2 separate regions of the Mus musculus genome follow, and region 1 is linked to region 2. A link is a contact called in public HiChIP or PLAC-seq data. All regions are on one chromosome and are shown on one strand. The core of a region is the stretch at or near the end of the contact, and the rest is flanking DNA. Distances in the headings are between cores, read along the strand shown.

Evidence for each region. HiChIP or PLAC-seq counts read pairs in DNA pulled down with a chosen protein or histone mark.
Region 1: an H3K4me3 HiChIP or PLAC-seq map of bone marrow-derived macrophages shows a contact between it and region 2, with 4 times the contacts expected there. The contact joins two enhancer-like sites. A contact is called at or near these places in 1 of 484 Hi-C or Micro-C datasets (bone marrow-derived macrophages) and 4 of 115 datasets of contacts at active chromatin or transcription factors (bone marrow-derived macrophages and embryonic stem cells).

The regions. Positions count from the first base shown.
Region 1 is chr3:51,181,777-51,187,857 of GRCm38.p6, reverse strand. No RefSeq gene overlaps it. Among named protein-coding and RNA genes, the nearest start is that of Gm40044, 36 kb to the left of the region's middle. Within about 2 kb of position 4,122, at least 17 of the 459 cell types and tissues checked have an H3K27ac peak or open chromatin away from gene starts, as enhancers often do. A contact at or near this core is called in bone marrow-derived macrophages, where this site is marked.
Region 2 is chr3:50,623,754-50,629,892 of GRCm38.p6, reverse strand. No RefSeq gene overlaps it. Among named protein-coding and RNA genes, the nearest start is that of Gm6209, 40 kb to the right of the region's middle. Within about 2 kb of position 1,397, at least 51 of the 459 cell types and tissues checked have an H3K27ac peak or open chromatin away from gene starts, as enhancers often do. A contact at or near this core is called in bone marrow-derived macrophages, where this site is marked.

The DNA.
Region 1 (6,081 bases), core at 2,873-5,372, 560 kb before region 2:
CTCAGGCCGTCTCATATTCTTGACGCTCCTCCTCAGCCTCCTGAGTGCTGGGATGACAGGTATGTGCCTTCACACCTGGTTTATACTGGGCTGTTCACTGGCCTCACCTCAGCTGGAATCTCCGGACTCCTCTCTCTAAGTCCTGCCTCGTCCATCCTCACCTTCCCTTACAGCAGTCACAGACGTCTCAGGCTTCTTAGGGGTCTTAGGTGTTGGGAGTTTTGCTGAGCAGGAGCTGGACTTAGATGCTTCTGGGAAGAGGTGCCTTGCCTCTCCCTACCGGGTATTTATTTATAGTCAGTGTTTTGTTTGTGTAGCGGTTGGATTGGGCATGGTGCTGGTGTGTGTCTGCAGGTCCAGCACTAGGTTAGGTGGAGGCAGGAGGATCAGGAGCTTGGGGTTATCCTAAGATATACGGTGAATCTGAGGCCAGCCTATGACATGAGACTCAGTATTAAAGAACAATCAATCAATCAATCAATCAATCAAACAAACAAACAGCCAGGATTACTGTTTGAGGGAGGATGAACGTCCACAGAGGCGGGACCTCACATGTGTGACTTTTCTATGGTCTGAGCTTGGAAGAGGCACACATCACTCATGCCCATGTTGCACTGGGGAGAGATCATCCAGCGTCACGGCCTACAGAAGGGCCGGGAATGTAGTCCAGAGGTTGGTTGCTGCCTGCCCTGTTATAACACTGTCACAGGGTCAGGTAGAGAGAATGGACTTGGGGGGACCATCAGTTATCATTGATTCACTGAGTCCGTATGACTTGGCTTATGTGGAATCGGGTGGTTTTGATATGGGTCTGTATTTCTGTTCCTGCAGGGAGGACTGAAGTGGCATCAGATCTTGCATTCGGGGCTATGTTTGGGGTCCTTCTCCACCCATGATGGTATCAGTAAATTGCTACCATGATTGGAAAACTCATGTCAGTGCCTCTAGGGAATTCTTAGACATACTAATTTCCCTCTGTATGTGGCGTCCACATCTGTGCATTCAATGAACAACACGGACGTGTTTGACCAGGTGTTTGCATTCATCTGTATAGACTCTTTTCCTTATTATTTCTGAAATAATAGAGCATAGCAACTCATGTAGCATTTACATGATGCTATATATTATAAGCAATCTAGACATGATTTAAAGAACACAGGCTGCGGATTGGAGAGAGAGAGATGACTCAGTGGTTAAGAACACTGGTGGCTCTTCCAGTGAAGCTAGATTCAGTTCCCAGCACCCACATGGCTGCTCATAGTTATCTCTAACTCTAGTTCCAGGGATCTGGTACATTATCTTGGCCACTAGGGGCTCCAGGCACACGTGTGGCACACAGACACACCTCTAGGCAAAGCACCAACATACATAAAATGAAAATAAATTAAAAAAAATGAACACAGTTGGGTGTGTGTAGGTTATATGCAGGCCTTTTTATTTTACTTATTTTAATATTATTTTTACCCTGAGAATTGCATACCATGTATTTGATCATACACATCCCCCAATTCACTCCCTGCCCCTCCCAAGTTCATGTCCTTTAAAACAACAACATCATAAACAACTTATAGAGTCCATGAAGTGTCTGCTTCATGGGTATGGGAACATCTATTGGAGTGTGGTCAAACTGCCAGAGGCCACACCCTTAAGGAAAACTGTCTCTCCCCCAGAAGCCATGAGCCATCAACAGCTCCTCAACAGGAGTGCCTTTATTTTATTTTTTTATTGAGACAGGGTCCTATGAGCCCTGGGATAACAGGCATGGGATTTATTTTAACTTTATATGGCACTGGGATTGGAAACCAGGGCTTCTCATTTGCTGAGCTAGCCCTCTTCTAACTGAGCCATGTGCCAAGCCTCTATGCGTCATAAGGGACTTGGGTCTTGCAGGATTTTGGGAGGTCTCAGAACTGGTCCTCCTTAGATTTGTAGGCATGACCGACTGTATACGGGAGGATAGACTCACAAAGCAAATACTCAGAGCATTAAAGATGAAGTAATATTGAAACATGGCCATACTGGGTTGTTGAAGTCTGAGATTCCAGGTGCTCGAGGATTTGATAGTGATGTGTGTGTGTGTGTGTGTGTGTGTGTGTGTGTGTGTGTGTGTGTAAGAAAAGCCTCTTTGCTTCTTCCTGCTGCAGATGAAAGTTGTTCTTTTCCACAGCACTCAGCAGTGTCTTGAAGACTGACCGGAACCAACCAATCAAACCTAGTTCTCTCTCACCAGTTCCGTGTTCTGGCTGTGTTGGCTGCTCTTCAGGCATTTTCACGCCTCTGTGCCTTCGTACTTTCTGTTTCTTATGCCTGGCACATGATGCCACTCCAGGATTAAGTTTACCCATCCTCCAAAGGGGGGTCATATTAGGTGATACCAGGTGTTGCCGCACTCGTACTTGCTGTATTTCTGGTTGTGTTCTGTGCATGTTACCACTAGAATTTCACAGCCGATGTGAGATAGGTCTCATTGTTTCCCACATCTTACTGCTGATATGATTGGACATTGGAAGTGACTGAGGTGACCAGCACAGGTGGGCACCTGACCCAAGCTGCCCAAAGCTTCTCCAGCCCTGACCCCACCCCTGTAGGCCTTCTTTTCTGTGCCTTGCTGAATAAACTAGGTCAAAGGTACTCAGTTTTCATCTTTGCCATCTTCTGGTTAGCACACTAAACAATATTAGTAAATGTTAATAATTTCTTGATGGCCAACTGGACTTCTCCTCCGTCCAGCACCAATTCAGGTGTTGCTGTGAGGTGACTTGTAACTCTCAAGGGCTTGTACGATCCGTGGATTTTGGAGGAAGGGGATGTACGGTCACTGTTCTTCTGGGTGACACGGAGTTAATCTGCCGTAAAAGCAGAACCAGGTTTTCCGTGACGTCTGCGGCTTCCAGCTTGCCATCTGCCCTATGGATTTTGAACTTGCTTAGCTGATCCACAGTTATGTAAGCTAAGTCCTTGCAATAGATCTCGTTCAGCCCAGGTTCTGCCTGTCTGGTTAGATCCTGACCGTTGCAGTGTGTTAGGGTTAGTGACACTGACTGGCTTCTGATTGGTCAGTGTGCTTTTTTCACTTCCCAGGACTAAGTCCATCCTTGACAGTCTTTAGCATATATTTAGCAACCTCTCAGAATTCCCAGAGTTTTGAATATGGTTACACCTGGATTAGGTCTGGTTTTTGCTTGGGTGACATGGCCTGAAAGAATGAAGGCATTGTCTTACATGGTCTGCAAAGCCCTGGAATGGCTCTCATGGTAACAGTGCATTTACCAGGATACTTAGAAAGCTCACTTCACAGAACCGCTCTCTTCTAGCCTAACATTTCATCTTCTTTTAAATTAAAACCATTGTTTTTCCAACCCTGAGAGTCCACCTCACACCAGTCAGAATGGCTAAGATCAAAAATTCAGGTGACAGCAGATGCTGGCGAGGATGTGGAGAAAGAGGAACACTCCTCCATTGTTGGTGGGATTGCAAGCTTGTACAACCACTCTGGAAGTCAGTCTGGCGGTTCCTCAGAAAATGAGACATAGTACTACCGGAGGATCCAGCAATACCTCTCCTAGCATATACCCAGAAGATGTTCCAACTGGTAATAAGGACACATGTTCCACTATGTTCATAGCAGCCCTATTTATAATAGCCAGAAACTGGAAAGAACCCAGATATCCCTCAATATCTGCCAGGAACTGGCAGAGCCTCGTAGGAGACAGCTATATCAGGCTCCTGTTAGCAGGCTCTTGTTGGCCTCTGCCTAGTGACTAGGAATGGATACAGAAAATGTGGTACATTTACACAATGGAGTACTCCTCAGCAATTAAAAACAATGGATTTATGAAATTCTTAGGCAAATGGATGTATCTGGAGGGTATCATCCTGAGTGAGGGAACCCAATCACAAAAGAACACACATGATGTGCACTCACTGATAAGTGGATATTAGCCCAGAAACTTAGAATACCCAAGATACAATTTGCAAAACACATGAAATCAAGAAGAAGGAAGACCAAAGTGTGGATACTTTGTTCCTTCTTAGAATGGGGAACAAAAACACCCATGGAAGGAGTTACAAAGTTCAGAGCAGAGCCTGCAGGAACACCATCCAGAGACTGCTCTATTTGGGGATCCACCCCATAAACAACCACCAAACTTAGTCACTAGGCAGAGGCCAACAAGAGCCTGCTAACAGGAGCCTGATATAGCTGTCTCCTGCGAGGCTCTGCCAGTTCCTGGTAAATACAGAAGTGGATGCTCTCAGTTATCCATTGGATGGAGCACAAGGCCCCCAATGAAGGTGCCAGAGAAATACCCAGGGAGCTGAAGGGGACTGAAGCCCCATAGGAGGAACATCGATATGAACTAACCAGTACCCCCAGAGCTCCTTGGAACTATACCACCAATCAAAGAAGACACCTGGTGGAACTTGTGGCTCTAGCTATATATGTAGCAGAGGATGGCCTAGTCAGTCATCAATGGGAGGAGAGGCCCATGGTCCTGTGAAGGTTCTATGCCCCAGTATAGAGGAATGCCAGGGCCAGGAATGGGAGTGGGTGTGTTGGGGATCATGGGGAGGGGGAAGGGGATAGGGGATTTTCGGAGGGGAAACTAGGGAAGGGGATAACATTTGAAATGTTAAATAAAGAAAAATCAAACAAAACAAAACAAAACCGTTGTTTTTCAAGACAATGTTTCTCTGTGCAGCCCTGGATGTCCCAACCTTGCTGTGTAGACTAGCCTGGCCTCGAATTCAGAGCTCTACCTGCCTCTGCCTGCCAGTACTGGGATCCCTGCCTGGCCTTAAGAACGTTTATAAAGTGTATTTGGTCATCTTTTTCTTCCCCTCACGCTTCTCAGGTCCTCCCCGCTTCCCACCCCACCTGGCTTTATGTGCTTGCTTTCTTTTCCAAAGCAAAAACAAATGAAAATTTTCACAAAACAGAAATTAAAAACGATTAAACAAATGATCAGTAAGACAAGAGAATAATATATAAACCAACCAACAACAGCAACAACAAAAAAATCCACACTGCGTTTGTTTTGTCTTGGCTAACTACTCCTTGGAGTGTGGTTGGTATACCCAGTGACAGTTCACTGAAAAAAAAGCCCTGTATTTTTATTATTACAGTTTAGTGAAACTTACGTAATAATCTAGTTCATCTTTTCCGTGGCCCATCTGACCCAGCTGGCCTGTACTCTTCTCTGGTCAAGGGTGAGGAGCCCTTTCATCCTGCTTGAATACTTATCCTTGCCTATTCACAAAGTGATTGAGTAAAGGGTTTTGTATGTGTTTTGCATACAAATGACTGACTGTAAACACTGGTGTGCAAATGCCTCTGTGGTGTGTGACGTGGGTAACTGGGTCACTCGGAAGGAAATCCTTATCAATTACTAGAGTAGCTTACACCCTTACCGGCAGTGTCTAGCCACTCCCTTCGCTCTGCGTTCACGCTCGCCATTTTCTTTTTTCCTTTTAGATTTATTTTACATGGTGGGAGCATTGGTTCTTCCCTTTCACTTTTACAGAGGTGCCAGGGTTCCCACTCAGAGCTTCACGCTGGTGCGGCAAGCAGCTGTACCAGATGACCCGTCTCAGTGGCCTCTCAGTGAGATTATATAATCCAGCCTTTCAGCCTGAAGTCACTACGCTATCTAGAACAGGGGCGGTTTTAAGTGACGAGTCCTGACTTCAGCAAGCAGAGGTGGCCTCTGTGTTATGTGCTTTGTGTCTGTTTAGAAAGTTTTTTCCCCCCCAGAAGCAGAACAGATAAGGTCTTAGTAATTTTCACCCTGAGGAAAGGCCTAAGTTTTCCAGTAGTGGAGAACTTCTCCTTGGGTCTGAAGGTGGGAGAATTCCTGCATAAAGCTCACCCAGGAAGGGGCATGGATGGCTCTGCTCTGTCATGGCCTCAGTGGCCATCAGGCCAGTCTAGTGACAGTGACAGAGCTGCCTACCTCTTTTAGTTGTCACTGCTCACCACTGGTTTTCATCTTCATGATCTTTTAGGTGGCCCTAGGCTATGGCATGCAACCGCATGGCCGTGACCCAGGAGCCAGCTATCCCACACGGGATCCTCTGTAGGCA
Region 2 (6,139 bases), core at 148-2,647:
TATAGTGTCTGATTATCCTAAGTAATCCACCTTATCTATGAATCCAGTGACCTATCTTCTATTTAATCTAGCTATTAATCAAGTTAGTTTTTAAAATTTAACTTGTGGAACCTTCCATTCCCTAAATTTCAGTTTGTTACTTTCCTTCAGAGTCTCTGTATCTTTACTGGATTCTCTCTATATATCTTTCATTTTGTTCTGTATTTTATTTAGCTCTTTACTTTTATCCTATTTTAACTCATTTAGGTTTTTAATGATATTCTCTGTAAATAGCAACCATTTCTATAGTTTCTTCTTTTAACTCTTTATTCAGAATTTTATCTACCCATCATGAACTATTGTTTGGAGGAGTCACACTAATTACTTACATATTTTTTAATTTGTCTGTATTGGGATTTGTGCATGTAGGACAAGTCATTGGCTGGGAATTTGGTTGTCTTATATTCTTTGAGATAAAGTAATCACTGAGCAATGGGCAGGTCTAGGCTATGGCAGGGTAAAGAATTAATTTATCACAACTATGCTGGCCACTTAAACCACAGTTAAAATCGAGGCACCAGGCCCAGCCCAGTGGACCACAGAAGAAACCATAACCTATAGAAAAAACACAAAGTAATCATGGTCATAACCAATTACAGCCAATGTCATAATAATCTTATGAAAATTAGAAAAAAGGAGCAAAGACATATTGTTAAATCTAATATGACATTAATGAGAAATGGAATGGCAAAACTAAGGCAAGTACCAGAAGAAAAAAAAATAGAAAAAGAAGAGAAAAAGTAAATTGAAAGGATAAGGGAGAAGACGAAGAGACATAGAAGACGTAGTTAAGGATTAAGTAAATAAAAAAGGAATATAAAATAACAAACCAACCAACCCCACAAACCTGCAAACAGAAAACAATAAAATTCTTTTAAAAACCTAAAGGACAAACGATGAAAAATGGAGAAATGAGAGAAAATAAATATTACCGAAGAATGAAAAAGAATTTACAATGGTAAAGACTAAGGGAGGGAGATTAAAAATCAAATATTACACGGGTGTGGTAGCCCGTGTTTATACAGTCACTGTTTAGAAGTTTGGGACTGGGTGACTGCTAGTCCTAGGCCAACTTGGCCCCTTCGAGGAGCGACTTTCTCTGATCAGAAGACTTGACAGGATAAAATGAGAAAGGGAGTAGACATTAAAAAGATAAAAGAATAAGAAAAATAAAACACACAAACAAATATGAGCAACTTTCTTATAAGTATTAAACTGGATGATGGAAAGATACCGGCCTGTGACTAGCTCCTGCTCTCGAGCTGTTTGGCCATGTGCCATCTTTGAGGGCTGACTCTGTATGCAGATTTGCTTCCTCTTTCTCATTCACCGTGTAGACCAGCAACCGGAAGATGTGGCTTGTAGTTGGAGACGCCTGTACTTATTAACTCTGGGCTGCTGTATTGGTCAGATAAGAAGGGGCAGAACAGAACTCTTTCTCCATCTGGTCCAAGTCTCCGATGCCATGCCATTCGGTGTTTGCTCATGGGTTTGGGAGTTGCTATGTGGATCCAATCTTGACCCTCTCCTGCTCCACTTTCCAGGTCTGGAACTTCCCTCAACTCACTTCCTGTAAGTGTTTACTTACTACAGAACTCTGCTAGCTTCCTAACTTGATGGCAGCCGGTAAGAAGTCACCTCTACTCCCAACTATGATGCTATGATTGGGAATATGTAAAATTTCAGTGTTTCTCAAAGGCATCTGATTTCAGGACTGTAGTCACTGTTTTAGCGCCTAGGCATAATGATAGTTACTGAATAAGCCACCACTGGCCTCTAATAGAATGGTTTTATGTGACAGAATGACATATAAAGTTGAGGTCTGTGGGCTTTTTATTTTAATTTTTTAGTTTCCTTCCTCCCACCCTCCCTCTCACTCTCCCTCCATCCCTTCATTCATTCCTTCATTCCTTCCTTCTTTCCTTCCTTCATTTTGTCCTTCCTTTTAGTGGCTTAAACCAAGGCATGTGTTTTCCAGAACACTTACTTTTCCTTTGTTCTGTGCTCACTCTCTCTGCCCTTGGCTTTCTTTCCACCTAGGCTTTCTCTATTCAATTGTCTAAGTTCTCTATTTTAAATTCCAGGCTCCATCTGAGGGTTCCCAAACCCACACAGCCTGCATCACACAAAGGAAGGCTCTTTCTTCTTAAGCCTTTCTAGAAGTACTTCTTGGAGATAGTAGCTTTTGGTGGGTGACAATGCTCTGCTACCTTCCAAGACCCTGAGTCCTTCTTCTTACTTCTTCATTTATTATCTGTGGTCCTTTGGAAAACGGAAGGTTTCCTCTTCTGTAAAATGGATAACATATGTGTCACCTGTCACATAGACACTTAAAGAAAGATCCCAAAGCAACTACTGTATGAAGCGTATTTTGCAAAACTGTCAGAGCCAGAACAAGAATAAGGCTTAGGTGAGCCTAGTAGAGGCTGTTGTAGGAGAGTAATTAAGAGTTCAAGGCCACCCTTAGCTGTATAGAAAGTCCTTGTCTTAAGGAAAAAGAAAGGGAAAAATGATTAGAGAAGAAAAGAAGGCATGAGTTTTGGAGTTCCAGTAGCAAAATTCCTTAAGGCCAGTAGTTTAGCCTTGAGTACATGTCTCCTGTAACTCTCTCTAGCCATACCAATACCTGCTTCCTACTCTAGGAATCTTGAGTGTTGATTTTGTGGTGGGGCTCAGCTGTACACTTTGTTTTCCCTTGCTAAATTCTCCAGATGTTTCTAGAGGGGACTCTAGATTAGACTCCCTGCTGTGAGATTTCTGGAATAAATCTTGCAATTTGGTTAAAATCGGGATCAGGTACATAAAGTTCATGAGGAAATGTCATTGACAAGAAGAGCTGACTTCTAGTCAATCATACCATAATAATAGCAGAGATATTGAACACCCCTTTCATAGTTGGGAGTTCTAATGCAAGAATGAAATTACTGCACTCACCTAACTTTTACAATCGTTTTTCACATTAACGAGCCTTAGAAGTCAGTTTTGTGGAGCTCCAATTACTGAAAGGGCTGTGCAAGTATGATACCATACATCACCAGAAAATATAATAACTCTGTTTCAAAGAGGGCTTCGGTAATAAAATTATCATAAACAACGTGATTCAGTTATGCCACAAAACATCCAGTGATTAAAAACTTCTATTCCTGCAGCTCCACGGTTTAGATTCAATCCACTTTCATTTTGCACCATTGCTAATTGTATTGTTTGAGGATTCAATGATATGTAAAATATAAAGCGCCAACCTAAAACTAAATGTATATCTACTCTAGGATGTTTCCATTTGCTACTTAATTTGAATAAATTTGATGACTGTTGGATAGTTGCTAAGAAGAATTAGTTTTAAAACATTTGGGACTATTTTCTCTCAAAAAGATGCTTAAAATAGACAAGTGCTTAAAGTTAGAAACATTTATGCCCTGGCCTCCCATGGATTCTAGAATAAAACTTTTCTGTAAATGACTGTGATGCTGAGCAGAGGAAACCTCCAAGTGGGGCATTGAATCCAGGAGACATTAGTGATTTTCCCAAAGTCACACAGTTAATTAGTCACACCTCTTAGGTCTGAAACTTCTGTCTCTTTCTGGGGAAGCTTGATAAATGTCAACTGGATTTCACATAGGATGGACCTTGGACTTGATTTGTAATGTTTGGCTCATTTCAGGTCAAAACTATACTAGAAGTTCTTGGAGAATCTGTCTTGGATGTGTCCAAACATGCCACAGCTAATTAGTAGGAAATCTCTTCATTATTATTTGAGGTCTTTTGAGAAGTTTCAAAGTCTCCGTAGACTGTAGAGTTTAAATAGTGGGGTGTGATTAAGGCTTCCATAGTATTCTTGGCAGAAATGGCTTTAGTGACATTAATTTGTAGGGACTTGAGGTCACAGCGAATGGCTAGCCAATGACAATTACAAGCATTGTTAGGGAGCTGAGACATATATTCTCACTCCTTGCACATGTGATGTCACTAGTATTCTTAAAAGTTCAACCTTCATATTAACCAGGATGATTATTATTATGCCAATAACCGCATGCTTTCAGATATGTTATCCTGACAGCTTGTACTTTGTTCCTGGTAAGTACCAATATCCCAGCTCCTGAGCCAGTCTGCATAGCCAAGTCCCACTTGTTACAATATCCAATTGTAATGAGTTGATAGAAGGGATTACACTCATGGACAAAGGTAGAAACAATAGTCAGCTCTGAAGCACATCCTCTCCAATTGCTTGTCTCTGTTAAAATGGAATATGTGATGTCTGGCAAAATTGTGGGAAGACTAATAAAAGCATGGGGCTGGGGAAATGAGGAGTGGTTTTAAAATCCAAGTATTTGAAAATGCAATGTTACCATTGAAGAAACTGAACACCTTTTATCACTATAAATTATATCCATTAATTTTCTAATTTGGGGGAATAAAATACCTGACAAGAGCAACTTAACGAAAGTGTTTGGGGTGGCTTACAGTCTGAGGGAAGGCGGGGCAGGAGTGTGAGGCAGCTGGTTGCACTGCTTCTGGAGTCAGGAAGCACAGACAGACAAATCCTAGCACCCCACCCACTTTCTCCTTTTTATTCAGCCTGGGGCCCACACTTGAGGTGTGTCTTCTCTCCTCAGTCACACTTTTCTGGAAGTACCCTCAGAGAGAAGACACCTTGGGAAGCGTTTCCATGGTGATTCGAGATCCCCCCTTCAGTTGACTGTGGAGTTTCACTGTCAGACCAAGTTTGAGATTTTTTTTTTTTTTGAACATCAGGTTGTAAGGGAAATTAATTCAGAGTACACACCGAGCTGTGTGAAATCCAAGGTCTATTCCAAGTTATGCTTCTAGTGTCTTAACTATCAAAGAGAAGACACTCTTCTGGCCTTTAGTGTGTCTCAGGCTCTTCAGTTTTCAAAGCCTGGCTGCATAGCCCTGCAGGTTTCAGGGGAATGTATGCCCATCTCCTCTTAGGAGTTTAATGTAGATGACAGCTGCCAATGGGCTCTGCCTGAGGCTGGTGTCTTCTCAAAAAGAGCCAGCTAGCCTAGGTTTTAATGTTGCCGTCTTCTATCTTCTTTGCCCTGACAGAATTGTGCCAGTTTTCAATGAATTCTTTTGATTTGGGTTTCCCTCTGACAGAGATGGCAATGTAGAGTGTCACCATGACCATGAAGGATTATTAGTAGTTTTATGTAAGCTTTGTTAATCATCTGTCTTCTGGCCCAGTCTCCAAAGGCTTGTTTCAGACTCCCAGGGAGAAGAGGCTCTCACAAAGTATGATCCAAGGAAAGCTTATCCACATGGACTAGACCCCTGGCCAGGTGGTGTTGTTGCCTAGTAACAGTGTTCAACCTTAAGAACTCAAAGGTAGACAGAGAACAGCTACAACCGTGCTTTCTGTGTGGCAGCTGGCTATAAGCTTGAGTCTCTGGGCTCAGTCAGGAGAACTGCTTATGAAGGGAAGCAATAACTGCTATCAGTCTGCAAGTTCACATGTACAGGACAGCAGAAATGGTAGAGAACACACCAAAAAAAAATCATGAAAAACTGGTAATCACGATGTGGTCGAAATTAAATGGAAAAAATGCCTTGATGACCTCCTTGAATAGCTGAAGAGAATTTCCCAATGAAGTGTCTCGGTTTGGCCAGACAGAAGCTGTAGGTCTTTGCTTGTTAGTTTGCTGTTGTGGTTAAGCTGATTGGTAAGCTGAGGCTACCTGTTGATGCATCATAGTCAGTTGTAGAGACTCAATGGCCATCAGACATTGGATTCTACTTATTACTGACATTGCTATTATAATATTTGTGACCCAATAATAATATTTTCTTATGGCAAGTGTACAATATCACTAACAAAAAAATCTGTTAGACATCAATGAAATAAAGCTGGACAATAGAAGCTTATAAAAAAATCTTAAAAAAAATAATCTGTATAAATATTGGCCTGTAGATTCCACCATGAAGCTTGAACAGAATGTTCTCAAATAAAAGTTCTGGGGATGTTTTGCGGAGTTAGCTTTTAGATTTTATTTCATGCCAAAGGATATTCTTATCATTTGCATATCAGAGTGTTTTATTTTATTTTGGAATGGGGATAGTTCCCATGATCAGAAGAACTTCA